Regions from separate parts of the Sus scrofa genome. Here region 2 is linked to region 1. Evidence: chromatin contacts called from public promoter capture Hi-C data. All regions are on one chromosome and are shown on one strand. Each heading gives the region's core, a stretch centred on a gene start, on an enhancer-like site or on the middle of the called end of the contact. The rest is flanking DNA. Distances are from core to core; before and after follow the strand shown. Region 1 holds the start of SMIM10L1 (small integral membrane protein 10-like protein 1). Region 2 holds the start of YBX3 (Y-box-binding protein 3).

Region 1 (6,140 bases), core at 2,152-4,651:
GCATTTTTAGGGCCGCACACATGGCATATGGAGGTTCCCAGGCTAGGGGTCCAATCAGAGCTGTAGCCTCCAGCCTAGGCCACAGCCACAGCAACGCCAGATCCAAGCCAAGTCTTCGACCTACACCACAGCTCATGGCAATGCCAGATCCTTTACCCACTGAATGAGGCCAGGGATCGAACCTGCGTCCTCATGGATACTAATCAGATTCGTTTCCGCTGAGCTCCTCTAATATTTTAGACTAAAATGTTTCAGTTACTGCACTTTCACAGCAATCTGTAATTACCAAGGGGAGAGATTATACCAAGGGAAACTGTCTTCTTGGATTTTTCTTTTTTAACACATTTGATAGTTAATGTACAATTAGGCACAAATAAGGCAGCCTCTGAAAATGGCATAGGTTGATAATAACACAGCCCCTAGACTGATTAAAAATGAATCTAATCTGTAATCTCAGCACTGGGAAAAACTTACTGGAAAAATTAATGTCTAAGTTTACTTAAAATACAAGTAGAATAACCATAGACCAAAAAAAAAAAAAAAAGAAAGAAAGAAAAAGAAAGACAAAGGAAAAAAAAAACGCAGAAGGAAGTTAAAGTGCTCTAGTTTGGCTGGAGACAAGGAAAGAAGGGCAGGAAGAACGATTTACCCAAAGCCAGATATGGTATTGGAGGGGGCACTTATTTTACAACCCTGGTAGTATACTTGTTTGTTGGATACAACTAACAGAATATAGAACCCTACAGTTTAAATCTCTACCCTAGCAAATAATTGCCCCTTTCAGCGCAAATGTCTCCCCTAGTATCTTCCTGGAGGATCTTCTCCACAAAGACAGGGTCAGGACCCTACAAATCTCCTTCAGGACTAAAACCCTCCACTGGAAAAGCAGGCACTCCAAATGAGAATTTTAAGTTTTATTCACACGTTAATGAGATATGCTGTAATGACAAACACTGTTTATTGTGTATACATCAAGCACTAAGTCAGGTTTATTTTTAATTCTCAGGCTGATTTTTCAAGATGAGTATTTTTACTCTCATTTGATAGAACTGAGGAAACTGAAGTTTAGACAAGATCAATGGCCTCCACAAAATTTGTTTGCATTTTAACAGACGTCTGTCTGATTTAAAAACTTTTACTCTGGTGCTCTTAACCACTGGTGTACATTTCGATTACCTGGAGGACTTTTAAAAATGAAATTCAAATTATTTTTTAATCAAAGAAAATATATAGATGGATAAGAAAAATCAAGAAAAATCAAATAATACTGTTAGACTGGTAATGGAAAACAGCAATCCTCCACATTTTCTCTGCCCATCCCTGATTTTCTTTCTCCAGAGACAATCACTTTTAACTCTTAGGTGGTCCTTATTGTACTTTTTTCTAAGTAACATGTTTATATTACCTTTTTATCAACTTTTCTGATTAGATCTTGATTGATTCTCCCTCATTATGCATACATCTCCTCTCCAATCTCCCCAATGTTACCTAATAATTTGTTACATTATATTTTCAGCATTTACATAATTATGACTGATGTTATATAACTAATACTATTCACAGTTGAATTATGCAGAATAGTTTTTAAACAACATCTTACGTTTTCTGGGGGTTCATAATTACTCAGCTTTGTGCCTAATTTAAAAAAATCTACAGACAACTAAATTATCTCCAGACTCTCTAAATACCAAAAATCTCTTGATTCTATATTCAAACACATCAGGTAATGCATGTTTTTCTTTTTGAGACATACCACCAGAACTGTCATCTTTAGGCATTTCTTGTTGACTTCATGCTGTTTCCCTCTCTTTTCCTCTTTCATAATTATTTTTAGCAACTTCATGGCTATTGCTTAATTAATAAAATGCCCTCTTCCCCATCAACAACAGACGGTATCTCCCAACTTTCCATTTTATAAGGACTCCACCACCATTCCATGTACCTCCTCCCTCCATCCTCACTGGAAACTGCTTTTACACCATTAAGGCTGACAACACTTGCATTCAACTTTGTAACCATAATTAAGTATCCTTTTAAAAAGATGAAGAACATAAATAGCATTTACATTATTTAAATGCTATTCAATAAATCGCCAAGCTTTGTGCTATGCCTGGATTTCCTTCTCTTTGGCTCCAAGGTCTTTGAACTGCATGCTACTTATAGGGACATTGAAATGGAAGCCACTTTCTTACACTCCAACCCTCTGATCCAAATCTTGCTGCACTTTACATTGTTTGGTATCTGAAGGATGCATTTCCTGTACAGTTTGTTTTGTTGTTGTTTTAATAAAAGTATCTTTTCTTTTTGGCCACAGCTTGCAGGGCTTGATGTAGGATCTCGGTTCTAGGACCAGGGATTGAACTCCAGCCACAGGAGCGGTGAAAGCAGCAAATCCTAACCACTAGTCAACCAGGAAACTCCCTCACTGAAAGTTTCTGATGATGTGTTTTCTTTTGTGGGATAAAGAAAACCTATGCCTGCACGTTATAGTCTTAAAATCTTAAGCTTGTAAGTCATTCAATGTCCTGTTTATAATCCAGTCTCTTAGTAGCCTTCCCTTTTTATAACGCATCTTGCTTGTCTCGTTTGTTTTAAAGACGCACAGCTTCTTAAACACCGTCGTGGGTCTTAACTGAAGTTTTCTATTCCTGGAGTCGCGTACCTCTTCCTCGTTTCGCCAGCGCTTTGGAGGCAGACGCAGTTAGGGAGACGGGCTGAAAGCGGAGAGCGCAGCCCCGACCGTGGCCAGGCACTCTCGCGAGATACCGGGGCTCCTCGCCCTCAGCTCCGCCGCGCCGCGGAGGCGCCTGGGAGTCGGCCATCATGCAGGCCGGTGGTACTGGCTGCTTACTCAGGGCTCTAGAAGTGTACCTGCAAGCGGATGTTGAGGACCACGGAGCCCGCGATGTAGAAGTAGGGGAAGTTCATGCGCAGCTGCCAGGCCAGCTCGAAGAAAGCAAGCAGGGTGCGGGAGAGCCCCTTGCAGAAGACGCCGTACGAGCTGGGGGCCACGGCCTGGGTCGGGCCCCTCAGGGCCAAGGATGACGGAGCCGACGTAGTAGCCATGGACCGGTTATCGCCGCTCGCCCGGTGCTGTGCCTGGAGCCGAGGGTGATCGCCCACCCGCGAACCCCCGACTGACGGCCTTGATCACGAGGCGCCAGGGGCTAAGCGGCCGCTTGGCTCACTCTCGCTCCTCACGCAGCCGCTGCTACTTCCCAAGCGGCGCGGAGACCGGGGGCAGCCGCTGGCGCTCCGCCCCTTCCTGTCTGCTGCTTAAAATGATATTCCGCATTTAGAGTTTAACTGTTGGTAGGTCCGAGGGGTTATTCATATATATGCTATACAGTTATTTTTTATAGCAGATACAAACAGCCTTACATACTCTTTTCACTTTAAAATGAAAAAAAAAAAAGTAGAATTCTGTAATTTTCCATAGGGTACAGTCCAAAGCCTACGTTAAAACTCAGGTTTGTCTGCTTTGTGATTTGGGCTGCGAACCAGAAATCTTACCCTTTTGATTTAATAACATTAACTTTAATATCAGGGCAAGATGATCGTATACAAGTTTGGGCACAAAGGTTTTGTATTCAGAACATACTATAACGTAAAAGGATCACAATATTGGGCGGTGGGTTTATTATAACGACTATTTCAATTGCAAGTGTCAGAAATTACATATTTAAGCAAATACACATATACACGTATATACTTTTTTCAGTACATGTTATACACAATATCAAATTCCTACCCGTGTAAACCTATGAAGAGTCCTTATTAGGTATGGAGGCTTGTATCATTTCTGCATGAAGATGCACCTATAAAATATGTGGCTGGGCCCTAATGCTTGGAATACTACTTACCTTTACTCCCAAACTCTGAATAGGCTTAGGGTAACATCATACTGGATGGTTCTTAACCACATATTTTTCTGGTGTTCAAATAATGCCCACCTCATTATCCTCTGTAATCTCTTAAACTAGTAAGCACTGTATTTTTTCCTTATAAACAACCTCTACTTTCATGAGTTATTCAGAAATGTGACCCTGATCATAACCTTCAGCTCAGTCTAGTTCTGAAAAGCATTGTTGATGAAATATCCCACATCTCACCCTTCACTGAATAATTGTAAATATTCAAAGCACAATTAATGTGTTCCAGAAGACTTCTCTTTCTGTACATCATACTCATGATAAGATTGGTACAAATAACATGCATTGTGTGATTTGTAAAACTCACGTATCCTCAGCTAGAATTTCTTTTGCTAAGATTGGTACAAATAATGTGCATTGTGTGATTTGTAAAACTCACGTATCCTCAGCTAGGATTTCTTTTGCTAAGATTGGTACAAATAACGTGCATTGTGTGATTTATAAAACTCAAGTATCCTCAGCTAGAATTTCTTTTGCTACTTTGCTGTGTCAATACTAACTCAGCGACTAGACAGCACTTAGAGGAACTGATTACCTGTTACCTAAGACAACTTCTAAAATACAGATATAGAGACTGAAGAGTAGTGTAAAATGAATGACAACTCTGAAAACCAGGAGGTGTATAGTGCCAGTGTAGAAGTACAATTTACCCTTTCTGAAAATTGAAAGACTATTAGAGGTATTGTGTCCCAGAAGTCATTAAGTCCTTGGGTCTTCCATTTCTAACTCCATAACACCGTGGACTCATTCTTTTCCAGTGTTCTGCACACCCCCATGCCCCTTTCAGCTCTGGTTAACTCCATGAAGACCCTGTTTTCTAGTTTGGAAGTGAAGCAGCCCTTTACTTCCAACATGGCTAGGTTGATGTCCTGTTCCATTTGGAAAGGACTACTCAAAGAAGAGCAATCACAAATCTCCAGCTCCTACTCATTAATGCTGTAGAGCTGACGAAAGATTTCTATCAAGTGAAACTGGCAGTGGAGGGTGGGACAAGACCAGTATTTTACATGGTTGTGGTTTTTATTTTGTCCCGTGATCTTAGGACTTAAGTGACCCATCCACACTCTTTGCCAAGTAGGCACATGTAAGTAAGCTTTCAGCAGGAACATGTCTTAAACTATTTCTCTAGACGATACCTATTAACCCTTTCCTAGTCTTTCTTAACCTTCTATTGTTAACCCTGTGTTCCCAGTTTATTACTTTCTCTTGGCTTTAGTTTAATGATGCTTTGAAAAAGTTTTAAGGTGAGCTGCAGCAGATCTTCAAAGTACCTTACTGGCAAATTATCAACTCCTTTTTAAAAAGAATTTGCCAATATTATTCTAATATTGACCAATTAGTTGAGTGTATATGTTTATGTTTATTTCCAGGCTTTCTATTCGATTCCATTGAACTATGTATCTTTTTATGACAATACCATTTGCTCTGATGATTACAGCTTGTGCTATAGTTTGAAATCAGGATTTGTAATACTCTCAGCTTTGTTCTTCTTTTTCAGGATTGCTTTGTTCAGGGCCTTTTGTGGTTCCATAGAAAATTTAAGATTTTTTTCTATTTATGTGAAAGATTCTATTTTAAGATTGCATTCAACCTATAGATCTCTTGTAATGATACAGACATATTAACAATATAATTCTTCCAATCCATGAGTGTGGAATAGCTTTCAACTTACATATATCTTCATTTTATTCAATTTCTTTTATCAATGTCTTGTTAAATTTCTTTTATCAATGTTTTGCAGTTTTCAGTGTACAGATTTTTTTAACCCCATTAAATATATTCCTAGGTATTTTATTCTTTTTGATGCAGTGATAAATGGGATTGTTTTCTTATTTTTTCTTTCTGATAGTTCATTGCTTATTGTATAGAAATGCAACTGATTTTTGGATATTAATTTTGTATCTTTACAAGTTTACTGAATTTCTTAATTCTAGTAGGGCTTTTTTTTGGTGGGATTTTTAGGGGTTTTTTTTGCATTTAATATCATGCTATCTGCAAATAAAGACAGTTTTACCTTTTCCTTTTCAATTTGGATGATTTTTATTTTTTATTTTGCCTAATTGTTATGGCTGACTTTCATTATTGTGCTGAATAAAAGTGAGATTGGGCATCATTGTTTTGTTTCTGATATTAGAAGAAAAGCTTTTAGCTTTTCACCATTGAAAAACTGTGGGCTTGTCATATAAAGTTGAGATATATTCCCTCTAT
Region 2 (6,605 bases), core at 3,938-6,437, 170 kb after region 1:
TTTTAGAAGCTAGAACTTTCATATGAAATCAACAGATATTTAAATAATCAGATTTTTTTTTTTTTGTCTTTTTAGGGCCACACCTGTGACATATGGAAGTTCCCAGGCTAGGGGTCGAATCAGAACTGCAACTGCTGGCCTACACCACAGCCACAGCAATGCAGGATCCGAGCCACGCCTCGCCTGCAACCTGCACCACAACTCATGGCAACACCAGATCCTTAACCCACTGAGTGAGGCCAGGGATCGAATCTGTGTCCTCATGGATGCTAGTCAGATTTGTTTCCTCTGAGCCATGATGGCATCTCCCAAATCAGATTTTTTTTAAATTTTTAAACCTGCTCTTTAAAGTTCTCAGGAATTGCTTCTCGCCTCTCAATATGCTCAGACCTAGAAGTGCAACATTTTTCAAATCCTAAATCCAGTTTCCCGTAGGTAAAGGTTAAGTCACAGTCAATTCTGCACTCTACTCTCAGCTGCTTAATGAAAAAGACAAAAGCCCACAAAATACTTTCACATTGGTATGGCAACATATACTAAAGTTTAAAAAGAAGAGTGTATGAAGACATAGAGACAGACTTGTGGTTGCCAAGATGGTGCAGTTGGGGGGCAAGGGAGGGATGAATTGGGAGTTTAGGACTATCAGATGACAACTATTATATATCAGACAGATAAACAAAAAGGTCCTATTGTACAGCAAAGGGATCTGTATTTGATGTCCTGTAATAAACCATAATAGAAAGGAAGAAAAGTGTATGTATGTCTGCAAACGCAGTAATGGCATGAATTGCAAGTATAAATTAATTTATATACACTAGAACTTATCACCACCATCCAGCTGTTCAGAATTATGGTTCATGTACATTCTTTGGGTTTGAGCACAAGAAAGCTCAAGCAAGTATGATAGGTCACATTATCCTGATGGGTTACCACAGACTGATGTGTGGTCCAGATTGCTGGGCCAGGACGTTTTCAAAATGGGCTTCTGGAGCATTATTCTGGAGCATTATCCAGATAAAGTTCTAGTTATCTGGAAGACTTGTATAACTCTTCTAGTGGCAATATAGTAGCCATTAGCCACACTGACACATGTATGACACATTCAATGTGTCAAGTTCAAACTGAGACGTGTTATAGGTTTAAAATAACATATGAGAGTTTAAAGATAGTACCAAAGGAAAAAATAATGTAAAATGTATCATTACTAATTTTTATATTGAGTAAATGTAGCAATGATATATATTTTGGATATACTGGGCTAAGTAAAATGTATTAAAATTAATACCATCTGTTTCTTCTTATGTGTTGTGGCTGCCAGAAATTTTAAAATTACATATGTGCCTCATATTTGGGGCTCAAATTATATTTCAATCAGATGGTACTAGTCTAGACCATAAGCTCCTTGAATATAGGGCCATTCTGGTTTTGATTTGCATGATATCCTTGGCATCTAATGCGAATAATCAATAAAGGCAGTGAATGCATTATTAGTGAACAACAGAGACATAATCAGGGTACCTTCTCCCATGAACATTGTGCTGGAGACCATGAAAACCCTTTGCTCTCTTATTCCTCTACTTTTTTATTCCAAACTAGCTGATTCCCTTCTGTGTTGTTTTAGAATCAATCAGGTGTTACTTAATACTTCACTGTATTCCAGTTTGATATATGCTCATATAGTAATGCGTCCATACTTAAGCTTCAGTGTCTTGAATGGTTCAAATGCTCCTTAATCTCTTTAGTCAATCAACTGCACTGTCTTCCCTTGGGTGGTATGCGCACTAGTCCTTTGTCAGCTCGGCATCATCTTTAACCTCCCTCAAGGCAGGAAATTTATTTCCCAGAGTCTCCTTCCCTGAAAGGTTCCAGGTTAGAAACTGTTAATAAGAGGCACTAATTCAAGATTTCGAAGGCAGAAGAGGACACTGTTTTTTCCAGTCACTTATAGGAAGACGTCCGGGCACATGGAGGCTCAAAGCTGCTCCCAGATAAACTTCTTGAGGAACTCCAGCATCCATGTGGCCAACTGAGATAGCTGATATGGGTGGACTCATGGTGAAGCTAATGCAGTTTAAACTTCGGGGCGCCTTTCTTGCATGGGCCTTTTTTAAGACTCTGGAATTAGCTTGCAAATTTGTATTCACACTTTCATTTCTTTATTCTTAAAGAGAGCTCCCAATTGGGTAAACTTTAAGTCTTACAAAACTGGCTCTAGCTCTGAATAGTTGGGAGCCTCCTGGAGATCCTGTGCCACCAGTGGCTTCAGGGAAGCCCTTGAGAAGCCCTGCATTGGTGGGGCTGGAGTCTGAGATCTCCAGTGGAGCTCTCCAGCTTTCTCTCCCCTTCCAACAGTTGTGAAACTCTCTGTTCATACTAGGAACAGCGTGGCTTTCATTTTCGTGACCAAACCTGTCATAGCTTAAAAAGGATTGCCATCACCAATTAGGTTATGATTAGATTGTGATTCTTTTTCATTGTTGTTCTTAACCTCAAATTTAAGAAACGATGTTTTCTTAGAATAGAAATGAAAAAAAAATGAGTTAACAACATGAAAAAAACCTCAGAGCAGGCTTTAGACCAACATTAGATACTCATAATGTAGCACTTAGGTGCATAGTATATAGTTTAATAAATATGTGCTAATGCATGAGCATATGGATTAATGAGTAAGCAAAGGAATGGAAAACTGTGTGCATCCGTATCAAAATTGCTTTCTTGTTATGATTATTAAAACAACAGATTATATTTATTTTAATTAATTCTCTCTAGATTTATTTAGCACAGTACCAAGAACTCCCAGCTGCTTGCTGCTTTTTTTGGATGAAAACGATGAGTAGTTTTGGGAGTCATTCCAGCACAAAATTCTAGGAAATCCCAGGATGCATCTGTAATTATTTTAGGGTCTTCCAGAGGTTGGAGACCACACCTGTTAGTCATGAATTATTTTCCAAGGGTGAATATATATATAGAGAGAGAGTGGTTTTGGCTATTAGATTGGAGTTTGAACAGTTCAAGCCCTCATTTTTTTCCTTGCAATCCAATTTTGCATAGCAATGATAATCATTTTGTTAGATAAGAAAGTCAATGGCCAATCCTCACCAGAATAAATCATGCATATAATTTTAACTGACTATACTCTTTAAAACTAAGAAATAATTTAACCACACTTAGAATCAAACTAGCATTTTTTTAACATAACTACATATAGATAATATCACTGTATGGTCCATATTACAGTCTAAAATATGAATTTAACATTAACACCTTTGTCAATTAAAAATTTAAAAATATAGATGAGTTACATGGAAAAGTCAAATATTCCATATTTTTTTTTAACTACATATAGATAATATCACTGTATGGTCCACATTACAGTCTAAAATATGAATCTAACATTAACACCTTTGTCAATTAAATATTTTAAAATATAGATGAGTTACATGGAAAAGTCAAATATTCCATATTTTGCTTTTTTTTCCTAAGAATTAATTTTTAAGTTGTATTTTTCATGGATGGAGTAAGAAAGCAATAAAGCAGGGCATTACAATTATTGATAATGCTGGAATCTAATATACAACACAAATGAATCTTTCCACAGAAAAGAAAATCATGGACATGAAAAACAGACTTGTGGTTGCCAAGGGGGAGGGGAAGGGGGAGGGAGTGGGATGGATTGGGAATTTGGGGCTAATAGATGCAAACTATTGCCTTTGGAATGGACAAGCAATGAGAGCCTCCTGTACAGCACTGGGAACTTTGTCTAGTCACTTATGATGGAGCATGATAATGTGAGAAAAAAGAATGTATACATGTATATGTAACTGGGTCAGCTTTCTGTACAATAGAAAATTGACAGAACACTGTAAACCAGTTATAACGGAAAAAATACAAGTCATTATTTAAAAAACAATTATTGATAATGAATGTGTTCGTAAGTAAGTGAGTGTGGAAAATGTTGGTCTTTTTATTTGTTTTCATTTAGTAAACATTTACTATGCTCTAACTCTGTGTTAGGTACTGTGTGCTAACCAGTGGGAATATAATGATGAATTACACCTGATAACTACCCTTCTGATGCAGCCACAGAACATAGAATTCTGGGGTCGGGCGAGGTTGGAGGGTGTAAATGATTTAGGGGAATAAGGAATGAAAAACGGAATTTTTCGTTAGACCAGACACTGGAGTTACATGTGATAATCCCATCCACGTTCCTTTGAGGAAACCAACTCTGGGATATTGAACACCTCGTCCAAGTTGACTCCATTAACTAAGAGCAGCACTAGAGTGTAAACCTAGACTTGCCTGGATCCTGGAGGCAAAGGACGCCTGATAGCCTGTATCCCAATAGTTCTTGAATACAGAGCACGGTCCCTCTGGCCTGGTGTTCAGCATGATCTCGTCCATTCTCCAAAGGCCATGTGAGCTCTGCAAACGGACTACCGTTTATTGGGTGATCCGTTTCTCTGTTACTCTCCTCCCTGAGGCTAAGAGGGCTCAGTTGCTTAAGTTTTCACTAGCTGGCAGGGGCAATTAGAGAAGAAGGTAAAATTTATCCTCCCCCCCAAGTATAGTATTATTACATATATATTAGCAGCTCACTATTTGTTGCCATTACATTGATGTAAACTCTGATATTTGCATTACTTCATGGAGGTTTGGACCTCAGTTTCCTCACCTGTGGATTATAGAAGAAACCATCTAACATCTTTCAAGAGGAAGTAGCCAAATAGCTTTAAGATTGTATAATTCCAGTTCTTCACTGCTGTATCAGAAACAGTTTTTCGTGCTTCATAAACGTTGCATGGATAACTAGAACGGATTTTAAAAGCCAGTATTTGAGAGAGAGAAGCGCCCGGTCATTTGGATGCCCTACTTTGCTCCTCCTAGAAGATGTGGTTAGGCAGGAGTGCCCCGCTGCCCGGCTCCAACAAAGGGCCGGCAGAGCGTGCTCGGCAGAAAACTCCAGAGTACCCTGCCAACCTCAGATCCACCCTTGCTTTCCTTTCCCGGCCACTCGGGCCCCTGCTCTCAGTCCCGGGCCGATCGGCGGGTGGAAAGGGCACCGGGCCCCTTTAAATGCTAATGAAGTCGATGCCCAACTCGGGAGCCAACTCTCTCCACCCTCTTCCCTCTCCGGCCGGTGCGCCGCCTAGAAAAACTTGCGCGGGGCCATTTTTGGGGCAGTAAGATCGAGCGAGGAGCCCAAGAGCGAGCGCACAGCCCGAGAGCTCGAGCCGCCTCCGCCGCGAGACCCACCTCGGCCGCCGCCGCCCGCGCCACGAGATCCGCACCGGCCTCCCCGAGAGCGAGCCCCGGCCGCCGCGACCTCCAGCTGCGCTAACCGCCGACCAACCGCCACCGAGGTGCCCGAGGGAGAGCGGAGGAGGCGGCATGAGCGAGGCGGGCGAGGCCACCACCACCAGCACCACCAGCACCACTACCACCACCACCACCCTCCCGCAGGCTCCGGCGGAGGCGGCCGCCGCGGCCCCCCAGGACCCCGCGCCCAAGAGCCCGGCGGGCAGCGGCGCGCCCCAGGCCGCCGCCCCGGCGCCCGCCGCCCTGGTAGCGGGCAACCCGGGTGGAGACGCGGCCCCCGCGGCCCCCACGGCCCCGGGCACCGCGGCCCCCGCCTCTTCGGCCGCCGCGGGCAGTGAAGACGCGGAGAAGAAAGTTCTCGGTGAGTCAGGCCCGGGAGGATGGAGGCTGCCCCGGGAGGAGCGGGCGGCCGCGGAGCACGTGTGGGCAGCTCCCACGCCTGTCCCGCTCCGCGGGAGGCCTGACAGCACGGGGTCCCCGGGGACCTCGGGTCCCTGGCGCAGGTGGCCAGTCCCCCAGGCGCTGCCAGGTGAGCGCGCGGCGCCCTGCGCTCCCCGCCGCCTGAGCGCGTCCCTTCAGGTCCCAGGCCCGTGAGGGACGGGACTTAACTTGGATCCCCTGGGCACGCACTGTCGCACACTCCCATGGCGAAGCATCCCTCCGGACAAAGGGGAAAGGAGCGGCGGTCGGGAAAGAGGATCCAGATTTGGGATAGATGCGGATGTAGGGATGGGACAGCACCCACGTGGGACGGGGACATAGTAGTCCTCGCCTAGGTTCTGGGTGAGGAGAGCATTTCCTTCGGGGGAGAGGAAGGCGCCGGACCAGACGGGAGGGAAAGGTGCAAAGGCATCTTGCTGGGAAGGCTCAGGTGTCTGTCCCTGACGCCCTTCCCACGGGGGCGCAGGAACGAGGCCACGCTTCTGTCGGCCACATGTCGGCGGAGAGGTGTTGCAATCCTCTCCGGGAAACTTGGGCTTTGGTCCCTCGTCCCCCTCCCTCTCTGCCCGCTGCTGCAAAGAACCAGTCAGTGTTTTCCAATCCCTACACATTTGCTTCTTCCCGGATTGTGGGAAAGCATTTGGTGCAGCAGCTGAAAAAACTTCGTCGGAAGTGTGGGTATGACGTTAGTTCGCAGCATCGTTATCTTGGGACTTGGAACTCCGGGAAGGAGATCGGAAGAGGAGCCATACAGGTCGGGGGTGGGGGAGCAGGGCATAACAAAAGGCGTCTGTGGTGGTTGGTGGTTTTATCGAATATTTCAGCATTCTCTCCTGAAGTAAAGC

The links. Promoter capture Hi-C pulls out the DNA fragments that hold promoters and counts their contacts.
Region 2: a promoter capture Hi-C map of liver shows a contact between it and region 1, with 4 times the contacts expected there. The contact joins the promoter of YBX3 here to the promoter of SMIM10L1 in region 1. A contact is called at or near these places in 2 of 5 promoter capture datasets (fetal liver and liver), 1 of 47 Hi-C or Micro-C datasets (skeletal muscle) and 1 of 2 datasets of contacts at active chromatin or transcription factors (alveolar macrophages).

What each region holds. Positions count from the first base shown.
Region 1 is chr5:61,160,046-61,166,185 of Sscrofa11.1, forward strand. It overlaps SMIM10L1 (small integral membrane protein 10-like protein 1), which reads right to left and starts at 3,402. Exons shown (of 1, transcript XM_003355574.4): 1 at 900-3,402. The coding sequence starts at 3,066. The coding sequence ends at 2,860.
Region 2 is chr5:61,332,681-61,339,285 of Sscrofa11.1, forward strand. YBX3 (Y-box-binding protein 3) reads left to right here and starts at 5,188. Exons shown (of 10, transcript XM_003126475.3): 1 at 5,188-5,680. The coding sequence starts at 5,392.